2 separate regions of the Sus scrofa genome follow, and region 1 is linked to region 2. The links are chromatin contacts, called in public Hi-C maps. All regions are on one chromosome and are shown on one strand. Each heading gives the region's core, a stretch centred on a gene start, on an enhancer-like site or on the middle of the called end of the contact. The rest is flanking DNA. Distances are from core to core; before and after follow the strand shown.

The links. A called contact is a pair of places that touch in the nucleus more often than the background predicts.
Region 1: a Hi-C map of embryonic fibroblasts shows a contact between it and region 2, with 1.5 times the contacts expected there. The contact joins the promoter of DCTN5 here to the promoter of PLK1 in region 2. A contact is called at or near these places in 3 of 5 promoter capture datasets (fetal liver, fetal skeletal muscle and liver) and 4 of 47 Hi-C or Micro-C datasets (blood, embryonic fibroblasts, epiblast stem cells and 1 more).

What each region holds. Positions count from the first base shown.
Region 1 is chr3:22,583,679-22,589,264 of Sscrofa11.1, reverse strand. DCTN5 (dynactin subunit 5) reads left to right here and starts at 2,459. Exons shown (of 6, transcript XM_021086466.1): 1 at 2,459-2,625; 2 at 3,389-3,457. The coding sequence starts at 2,578. PALB2 (partner and localizer of BRCA2) reads right to left here and starts at 2,384. Exons shown (of 13, transcript XM_021086469.1): 1 at 2,148-2,384; 2 at 70-129. The coding sequence starts at 2,195.
Region 2 is chr3:22,549,287-22,555,032 of Sscrofa11.1, reverse strand. It overlaps PLK1 (serine/threonine-protein kinase PLK1), which reads left to right and starts at 4,132. Exons shown (of 8, transcript XR_002342378.1): 1 at 4,132-5,746.

The DNA of each region.
Region 1 (5,586 bases), core at 1,210-3,709, 36 kb before region 2:
GAACTCCCTGAAGATTGTTCTTATAGTTTGTGCCACAACACCAATTTGAGACAATAAAGATTCACTTACCTGAAGGCGGGCCAGTGTCTTGCTGTATTCCCTTTTCAAGAATGCTAATTTTTCCTTCAACTGGAAGAAGAACATGAAACAAAACTGAGCAGGTGAAACAGAGGAATCAGAGAGAAGGGACACAGTGCCCATCACACAGCGCTAAGCAGGGGCCTCAGCTAGAGGTGGCCGAGGAAGCAGCACTGGCACTGCTTTCTGTTCTCTCAAAACCCAGCTCTCTAGCATCCTAGCTTTGACTGCTGTATCACCTGGACAATTGCCTCCCGACTCGCTTTGCTAATTCCTACTGATTCCTCAAGCCTCAGCTTAGATTTTTATCCCCCTGGGGTAAACTTCTAGGTCCTTTTCCAAATCCAAGTTAGGCATTTCCACCTCTCCTCTGCGCTTCCTTTATCACAGTGCTTCTTATATGTTGCCTGTTTAGTTCTGTGTCTCCCCCATCTCTCGGAGAGAGCCTTGAGGGTAGCAGGAGCTGTCATCCTCAGATATTTATTTGACTAATGAATCAGTTACTGGTCCAGGCATATCCAGCATCTAAAAAAACAACCCACTGTGTATCAGACGGAGTTCTAGGTGTTGGATATACAGAGTGGTCAAGGCCTCTGCTCCTGAGGGATACAGATAATACACAAGAAAACAAACAAACAGATAAAATGATTTCACATGGTAGTCAACACCTAGACAAACAGGGTGATGCGAGAATGACTTGGCGACAGAAAAGGCTACTTTAGAGACAGTGGCCAGGGAGGCATTTCTGAGGACTATCACTTGAGGCCAGACCTGAAGGAGGCTATGGAAGAGCAAACTTAAGGAATATCAGAGGGAAAGCAATTTGTCCAATTTATAAACACATCTTAAAAACAGCATGATTCAAACCTCTATGCTATACTGTTTCTACTACTTATCAGCCTCCTTATCGGCACCTGGGAATTACCCTGTTGACTTGTAAATGAACTTTCTCACTCCCACTGGAAGGTAGGCTGGGATAAGACTAATGAGTTACTGTGAAAGAAGAGTTTAGCACAAGGCCTAGAAGAGCCAGCACCAAGGTGTGTTCAAGTTAACAACATGGGCATAAATGCAAGGTGGCATGTATAAGGATAATACAGACCAGCACCGTGTAGAAACAAAAAGTACAAACAACCTAAAAGGCTCCCAGCAGAGTAATGTGTAAAGACAAGATGTCATTTCCATACTTTGTTTTAAAAAAACGTTTTTGTGGTTTCAATGAGAAACAGCTGAATTGTGAACACCACAAACAGCTTCAAGTTTCTGTACCTCTATCCCTGCAGTGGCCAAACAAACAAAACTTGAAGCATCATTTTAAATATAAAAAGTCTTATAAAATTAACTTGCAAAAATGTACCTATCAAGTCTGTAGTTTGGTACTTACTACATGTTAGTCAAAAGTCAAGCTAAAATCAGATTTTTAAAAAAAATATCAAAGTTTTTTGATTTTTCATACAGATTCTGCATTGTCCAAAATATGCACAAACATGCAAAAATTTGCATGCAATATAATTTCTTAAAAAAATCCACACAATACAGTATCCATACTGCAAAATACTATATAGAACTTTAAAAACACTGTAGATAAACATAGACTAATACGGATGTTAAACATGAAAAAGGAAAACGGAAGTTGCAGAACCATCCTCTCCAAAAAATATATATACTACCTTTTGGTCGTTACAGAATACAATCGCACCCCTTCACACTGCCCCCCCCGCCCCCGCGAGACACGCAAAAAGATCTGAAATCCAGACTATTGAGGGATTTACTAAGGGGATGGGCTCGGAGAAGCCAATATCGCGTGTGCAGGGTGGGGCGGGAAGGGTGTCAAAGGGAACTTTAGCTTTATCTTTAGCTTTACAACGTGTATTTTTGCATTTCTGCTGTAACGAAACTTTGTTCTTTAAATGCCACCACAGGAGCACAGCACTCTCCCACACTTTCACAACCCGGGCTCCCTCAGTCCAGGTTAGAGGTCACTGCCGCCCTTGGAAACAAAAACAGGCCTAAAATCCTGGGAAAGGGGGGTCAAAGTTCTGAGACAACCCTTCCCGCAACCCCGGCACCTTTTCCTTCTCCTCACAGCTGAGGGGTTTCCCAGCAGGCTCTTCCATCTGACCGGCGGCCACTGAAAAGAGCAGCAGTCGCTGGCCTCAGCCTGTGGCTGCGCGGAGCCCGGCTGGCCCTGGGCGGGAAGGCGCCCAAGAAAATTATGGGGTTCCGAGGACCCCCTCAACACTTGCGCATCCGGCCCACGCGGGCCGGGCGCGCCAACAACCCCGGCCAATCACATCCGCTGCTAGATCTGCGCATGCGCAATCCGAGACTGCCGAGCAATAGAGCGAGGCCGCCTAGCGGAGAGCCGAGCTATGGATTAGACCACAGGCTGCCCAGAGCGGAAGTGAAGGAGCAGCCGGAAGTAGCCGGAATCCCAGGCTGACTGACCGGCGAACGGTCTTTGACAGGAGCCGGAGCTGCGCGGGGGAGTTGGCGGCCATGGAGTTGGGCGAGCTGCTCTACAACAAGTCTGAGTACATCGAGACGGTGCGCGTGTCCAAACTTCTGCCCTCCCCTCTTCAGGCCTGCGTCACCTGAGGCCTTCGTCTCCATTCTGTCTCTGCCCCACCCCGGGTCCCTTTGGCATTTAGTCCGAAATTACCTAGTGAGAGTTCATTAATGTTCTGGCTTTGTTATTTATTCCTTGCATGGCCAGTTTAGGGTTTTTTTTTTTTAATTTATTCCTGGTTTTCTCACAGGGGTAAAATGCCTTTCAGAAAGTAAGACAAGTCTTCATCCATTCTGATATTAATTAGAGCTCCAGGCTTTGGGCCTTTTAAAAGTTTTTTTAAAAAAACTAATGTGTCATAATTTATTACTACGTGCCAAAGACTTAGGTTCTTTATAGTCAATACATGATGTGTGTAAATTGCTCAAAACAGAGTTAGTACTCAATCAGCATTCGTATTACTATTTTTTCATAGAAATCTCACACCGTTGGGATATTGGTAAAGTCATTATCCTGGCTTTAGGATTATAAATCTGAAATATAGAAATGAGACTTGAATTCATGTCTCTGCTGCGGCTAGGCTTATAGAACTAGCACATCCAAATTCTGGATCTGTTCCTTGGATCCCTAGGTTCCACATCCATCCTTGCTTTTTTGATCTCCTGAGCTCATTCCATTGAATACTACTCTGTTTCCAAGTCTTTTTGTCTTCAATATGAGCTTTCTTGCTGGAAACTTGTAGCCCGGAACCCACTCAGTTCTGCTGTTTGCTCACCTTGGTTTTCTGCTGTTTCCTTTTAGGCATCTGGGAACAAAGTTAGTCGCCAGTCTGTGTTGTGTGGAAGTCAGAACATCGTTCTTAATGGCAAGGTAAGGAATAGATTTCTGCTTGCTTTCCACTAATTAACATATCAGCAGTGTGGATGAAATGTTGCCATGTCTTCCACTTTATTACTGTACATTCTTTTTTTTTTCCCCCACTGTGCCCACAGCATGCAGAATTTTGTGGGCCAGGAATCAAACCCCTGCCACAGCAGCAACCCAAGCGACTGCAGTGACAATGGCAGATCCTTAACCCCTTGAGTCACATAGAAACTCTTATTGCTGTACATGGAAGTTCCCATGCTAGGGGTTGAATCGGAGCTACAGCTGTTGGCCTTCTAGAATTATTTTTTTAAATTCTCCCAATTGTAATTATTGAATGCAAAAAAAAGATCCACTAAGGGAGTTCTCTGGCAGTCTAGTAAGTTAAGGATCTGACATTGTTATTGCTATGCTCGGGTCACTGCTGTGGTGCAGGTTCAGTCCCTGGGCCAGGAACTTCTGCACACCACAGGCACAGCCAAAAAAAAAAAAAAAAAGATAGAATAAAAAGAGGCAATAGAAAGCCTTTTTCCTGTTATTCCAGGAACAAAATACAACACTACCCAGAACTGAACTTATTATACAGTATTGTAGTGTGTAATATACTGCCGGACACAAACCATAAATAGGCAACACAGTCTTTTCGTGTAGAAACTAAAGCGATACTGATATAGTTATCTGTTTAGTAACAGATGGTTCAGGGATTTCCCATTGTGGCTCAGTGGTAGCAAACCTGACAAGTATCTGTGAGGACATGGTTTTGATCTCTGGCCTTGCTCAGTGGGTTAAAGATCTGGTGTTGCTGTGAGTTGTGGTGTAGGTCACAGACCTGGCTCAGATCTGGCATCGATGTGGCTGTGGCATAGACCAAGGCTACAGCTCCAATTCAGCTCTTAGCCTGGGAACTTCCGTATGCCAAGCATGAGGCCCTAGAAAAACAAATAAACAAAAGAATGGTTCAGTATTAACTGAAATGCTTAAAATTAACATAAGAATTGGGAAAGATACTAAAATATGAAATGCATTTGAAAAATGGAATGCTAAAGTTTCAGAATTTTGTAGTCTGAATAAATTGAAATAGCAGAGAGATGAATATAAACCTTGGTTAATATTAGATCATTTCAGAACCAGAGAAAATATCAAGATATATTTGAGCTTGGCAAACACTGAAGTCCATAGATTTTTTTTTTTTCCTGCCATTAGGAACACCCAATTTTCCTTGAAATATTAAATCTCTAACATCAAGCAGTAAAATAATCTCATGATCTTCAAAAGGTCACATTTAGGTGTTCCCATTGTGGCTTGGCAGTAATGAACCCGACTAGTATCCATGAGGACTCGGGTTTGATCTCTGACCCCACTCAGTGGGTTAAAGATCCAGTGTTGCTGTGGCTGTGGTGTAGGCCAGCAGCAGGAGCTCTGATTCAACCCCTAGCATGGGAATTTCCATACGCTGCAGTGCAGCCCTAAAAAGATAAAAAAGGAAAAAAGAAAATTCAGTTAATGAGTCGGACTTATGAGCAAGTTTTTTCTTTAATCCCTCAGGTAATTCCAAAACATTTTCTATTTTATAGGGAAGATTTGTGTGAGTGTATATATTAAAGTATTTATGACAAAATTTGTCATTGTCACATTTTTGAGTACACAATTCTTTGGCATTAATTACATTCACAGTGTGGAGCAATTATCATCACTATATCTATTCCCCAAATTTTTCATCACCCAAACAGAACTCTGGACTCATTAAGAAATATCTCCCCATTCCGTTTTTCTCCCAGACCCTGGTAACCTCAATCTACTTTCTGTCTCTATGAATGTGCCTATTCTAGATATGTCATTTAGGTGGAATCACGTAATACTTGTCCTTCTTTGGGTTTGGCTTATTGTCCTTAGCATAGTACTTTTCAGAGTTCATTCATGTTGAAGCATGTATCAGAGTTTAATTCCTTTTCATGACTGAGTAGTATTCCATCACATATGTACATTTTAATCCATTAATCTGTTGATGGACACTTGGGTTGTTTTCACTTTTTGTTTTTTGTTTTTGCTTTTTATGGCTGAGCTCCACAGCATATGGAGGTTCCCAGGCTAGGGGTTGAATTGGAGCTATAGCTGCCAGCCTACGTCACAACCAC
Region 2 (5,746 bases), core at 2,883-5,382:
TGGACACTATGTCGGGTTCTTAACCCACTTAGCCACAATGGGAATTCCATGTGGGTGGGTTGGAATTTAAATTCTTTGGGAATTAGAACTAAAACAAATCTCTGTAACTGATGATTTTTGCTATGATTTGTGTCTGTTGGAGCCTCCGAAAAGGGTGACAGCATGAGAAGAGCCAGTCTCTGGATGGAAATACACATTTGGATTTTGGAAAAGCAGTTATAATGCGAAATGAGCCTCGTTGAAATCAAATGTCTGACCCTTAGAGGCATATGATGTACTTATTTTTGAGTAGGTCCGTTTGGACTCTGACAAGATAAAAAGGAAGCCTGCTGTTGCTTGGACTTGGGCTGTGGTGGTCTAGCACTGCGGCATGCCTTTGCTGCTGCTTGGAATCCCAAAGTCACTGATCCTAATTGCCTGTACCTGACTTTAAGCTGAAACCTGCCTGACACTGTCTGTCCTGTCCTGTTTCAGCCTCAGCCAGAGCTGTGCTCTACTAAAAGTAGACCCAGGCCCCGTGAAAGGGACTCAGACCCTGGGACCACTGGAGATTTAGGGCTCCCTTCTGTGGAGCTCTGGACGATGAAAATATACATCGTGGGTGCTGGCTGCACCATCTCGATCACATTCAGATGCCTATGGGAAAGGGCCTGTTCTCTGATGGGACCACCAAGCGGCTAATCAGCTCTTTGTGTCTAATGCAGAGGCTAATTGCACCCTAACGGGTGATCCCTGCCTGGAGGAGGGCACTATCCCAGGGTCTCTGACCCCTCTGCCAACTGATGATTTTTGCTATGATTTGTGTCTGTTGGAGCCTCAGAAAAGGGTGACAACATGAAAAGAGCCAGTCTCTGGATGGAAATACTCTGGGCCTCCGCTGGAGTACAGCTCACTGCTGTCGATTTGTGTGTTTGTTCTGGATTAGTTGCAGCTTTGCCCCAGTGGGCTGATAGCCTCACTCTCTCCTCACTTCTCCCTCAGTAGACACACCTTAGTAAGGTAGATGGGTTATTCAGATGTAGCTGTCTTTGGGTAATAGGGGTGAGAGGTTATATAACCCGCCTTTGAAATTCAGGATTTCATCCTCCATTAATTTGCTAGGACTGCCATAACAAAACAGCACAGACCAGGTGGCCTAAACAATGGAAATATATTTTCTCACAGTTCTACAGGCTGGAAGTCCAAGAGCAAGGAATTGGCACATCTCTCTCTTTGGCTTGCGGATGGCAACCTTCTCACTGTATTGTCACATGGTCACCCCTCTGTCTGTGTGGTCTGTGTCCTAATCGCTTCTTATAAGAACACCAGTCGTGTTGGATCAGTGCCCACTCAGAGGACCTCTGTTTTACTTTCATCATCTCTTTAAAGGCCATATCTCCAAATACAGTTACATTCTGCAGTACTGGGCCTTCGAGCTTTAACATGTACATTGGGGCCAAACACCATTCAGCCCACAACATACCGTGATCAATTCCTGAATGTCTTTTCAGATAAATTGTATTAAAATGTTTATCCGCAAAAAATACTTCTGTGCCTGTTGTATACAGTCCTTCTGGATGAAAGGCCCAGATGGGAATAAGAGATGCTTGAAAAACAATGTCGAGTTAGGATTGCTGATCTGTGGGTCATGTTGATTTTGTAACAATAAGGAAAAAACAAAAACCTAGCACCTAGGGAGCTCTGCGGGGAGAGCATTTATGATCTTGGTATCTCAGAACTATTCTGGAAACTTTCCCCTCTTCCTGAAGGAAAACTCCCAGTGCTGCCTTTCCCGGCAGGAGAGGGCTTTGAGTTCAGATGGCTGGGCCTGTGACCACTTCTGTGCCAGGTATGTTCACTTTCTGTACAGAACACCTTAATCTTCCACACTCATGAGATGGATGACCTTGTGTCATGGACACGCGAAACTGTGGCAGGGGAGCAGGGGGGAAGGAGTTCCTACTGTGGCTCAGCAGAAACGAATCTGACTAGTAACCATGAGGTTGTAGGTTCGATCCCTGGCCTCGCTCAGTGGGTTAAGGATCTGGATCTGGCACTGCCGTGAGAGCTGTGGTGTAGGTTGCAGCAGACACAGCTCACATCCTGAGTTGCTATGGCTGTGGTGCAGGCTGGCAGCAGTAGCTTCAATTCAACCCTTAGCCTGGGAACTTCCATATGCTGCGGGTGCTGCCCTGAAAAAGCAAAAACAAAACAACAACAACAACAAAACACAAAAAGACCCCCACAAAACTCTGGGGAACTGACTGCCTTTAGACAGTCCCTTGGAAACTAAGGACTGGATGATTTTTTTAGACTGGACTAGAAACTCTAGGGTAGGGAGGCCCCGTGGTAAGCAGCTACCTGGGAGTTGGGGGGTGGGGTTCCAGATAACCTGACTGCCTGCCTAATGGATGCCCTGCATGAGGTCTCCTAACATTATAAAGTCGTTTCCAGTGATCCCATGTCCCCTGTGGGATTGTATTTCACCTCTGTCCCCTATCACCACACTGCCTCAGCCCTGGTGGGCATCAGGTCAGCTTGAATTTACTGGCCACAGCTGTGCTGCATCTGAGTCCATGCCTTCAGCCAGGTATAAACAAGTCAGACAGAAACCAAGGAGGAGGTTGCCTGGCTTTCTAAGATAGATTTTTTCTTGTTTTTTTAAGGACTGCACCCGCAGCATATGGAGATGCCTAGGCTAGGGGTTGAATCGGAGCTATAGCTGCCAGCCTACACCACAGCCATGGCAATGCCGGATCCTTAACCCACTGAGCGAGGCCAGGGATTGAACCTGCAATCTCATGGTTCCTAGCCGGATTCACTTCCACTATGCCACACTGGAACTCCCCTAAGATAAACTTTTATGGTTAATGGGATTTACTTTGACTGATTTCAGACTTGTAACAGACATAACTGAGAGCAATACTGCAGGTTGGTCTCACTCTTTCAGGTGGGGGGCCTAATGATTATAATTTTGCTCCAAGGAACACTTGGCCAAGGGCCGAGGGGGGTGGACTGTGCAGAAGAGAGCTACTAAAGCAGGCCTGAGACTGCTCTCCTTAGAAAGACTTGCTCCGTGGTTGGCCCTTGGCTGGCATTTCAGTTCTTGGATTTCAGGAAGGTTCTCACCATTTCCTTAATGATAAAGAGTCGCTCACTGGGCCTACACTGTGCAAACAATGTGGTTTATGCTGTATACCTGCGTTCCCTCCAGGAATCTGGAATTTGGGTGTATGCTAGCAGAGGGCGCCCCCAGAAAAGCCCTAGGAGCTGAGTCTCTAATAAGCTTTCCTGGTAGATGACAGTTCATGCATGTCATCACACTCATTGCTGGAGGAATCAAGTGTGTCCTGTGTGACTCCACTGGGAGAAGACTGTGGGAAGGTGGGGCCTGGTTGCCTCTGGATTTTGTCCCATGCGCTTCTTCCCTTTTGATTTCGCTTCGTAGCCTTTCGCTGCAATAAACCTTAGCCGTCTGTGAGTAGGACTCTATGCTGAGCCCTGGGAATCTCTTAGTGAATCATCAAACTGGGGGTGGTCTTGGGGAGCCCCAACACAGAGCAAAGAGAGACTTCTGGCGTGTTGGTAGTATTCTCTTTCTCAGTCTGGGTGCTGTTTACATGGGGTGTGTTCAGTTTGTGAAAATTCACTGAGCTGTACAGTTAAGATATGTATACTTTTCTGGCAGAGGGAGTCAACTTTATAAAAAGATAAAATGGATATTACACATCACAGGGGTTAAAAAAGAATAACTTAATTAAAAAAACTTATTTAGTAAACATTTTATTTTTTTAAAAGTTTTTTATGATAGTTGATTTACCGTGTTCTGTCAATTTCTGCTGTACAGTGACCCAGTTATACATATGCATATTCTTTTTTTCATATTATTTTCTATCATGTTCTATGACAAGGGATTGTATAGAGTTCCCTGTGCTATACAGCAGGACCTCATTGCTTATCCATTCTAAATGTAATAGTTTATTTAGCAAACTTTTTTTTTTTTTTGCTTTTTTGCTTTTTAGGGCTGCACCTGTGGTACATGGAAGTTCCCAGGCTAGGGGTCAAATGGGAACTGCAGCCACTGGCCTACGCCATAGCCACGTGGGATCTGAGCCAGATGTGCAACCTACACCACAGTTCACAGCAATCTTTAACTCACTGAGAGAGGCCAGAGATCCAATCTGGGTCCTCATGGATGCTAGTCAGGTTCATAACCCACCGAGCCACAATGGAAGCTCCCTATTCAGCAAACATTTTAATCACTCCTTTTTATTAGGCACTATGCTGGGAGCTTGGGACATGGGGTAGGAATGATGTCATCATGCCACTTTGTTTATTGGGAGTCAGGTAAAGAGATACTTGTAATTCGGTTGATTTTTGCTGAGTTCTAGCACAGACATCATAGGATGTCTAACTATTACCAAAGACTACTAACCTGGGTAATCGGCTATTGCAGGGTTTCCGCTCAAACATCTACAGAAGCCAGACAGGCAAATGGGCAAAGGGGTAGCTGGGAACTGTGGCAAACTGGAAAGGTATGTAGGCATAGAGTTGCCACAGCAAGTAGTTTTCCTTAAGAAAAAGCCACAAAACTGATTTTTTTATGTGCGCTCTCTGTATTTTTGAACCTGTAAATGGATCCAAAAATTTAACAGCGGGAGACCAAACAAAACACCTCTGCAGACCAAATTTGGCCTTGGTCTACCAGTTTGCCAGGCATTCCGCCAACCAGCCACACAGTCCCTCTTACCAAACAATTGAAGGTCCACTATTTTAGGCGCTGGGAGACAGCAGTGAGCCAGCCAGCCGACTTTCTTGCAGAATAGCGGGGTGGGGGCTCTGGTTCTGTGCTTCTCAAACTTCCCTAAGTGTAGGACTCACTGGGAGGCCTGCGGTGAGGCCTGAAGCTTTGCCTTTCTAACAAGCTCCCAGGTGGTGATAATGCTGGTGGTTCCTGCACCATACTTTGAGTAGCCTTGAGCTGTAACCCAGAGGCTCGGGAGCAGCTGTTATTTGAAGGAGGGAAGTAGGGGGTTTGTCTTGAAGGTCACATTTGCCTGGCAAGCATCCTCTTTTTACTTAGATTTTAGTTTACTGCAGGGACTTGGAAGAGAGTTGATGACGTCGAAGGCGGGTGTTAAGGCTCTCCCAGCTACCTCTCGGCGCTGCCGGGTCTCCGTTCTCAGTTTATAAGCTCGAAGGCGGGGCAGGGGTGAAGGAAGGTGGTGGGAAAAACTTCCTGGGGGAGGTGCACGTGGACTGCCCGACCTTCCCCAGCCGCCGAGAAAGGGAGAAACCCCGAACTCCCCCTCTCCTGGGACTGGGTCTCAGCATCCCCACGCCGGGTCTGGTTTCCCAGGCATCCCACGTGTCCGCGAGTCCCTGTCAATCAAGCTTCTCCTCCCCGGGCTGGGCACGGGTTTAAAGGAGGCTGCTGCGCAGAGAGCTCCCATAGTGCCGCGCGGCGGGCGGGTTTGGATTTTAAATCCCCGCGGCCAATCAGTAGCGCGTAGGCTTTTGTAACGTTCCCGGCGCCGCGTTTGAATTCGAGGAGGGGCAGAGCGGTGCCAAGCCTCGGCCCAGACCCTGCTAGGTCCGCTGAGCAACTCCGGGGACATGAGTGCGGCGGCAACTACAGGGAAGCTGGCGCGGGCACCGGCTGACCCAGGAAAAGCCGGGGGCCCCGGAGTTGCAGCTCCCGGGGCCCCGGCGGCCGCTCCGCCGGCGAAAGAGATCCCGGAGGTCCTAGTGGACCCGCGCAGCCGGC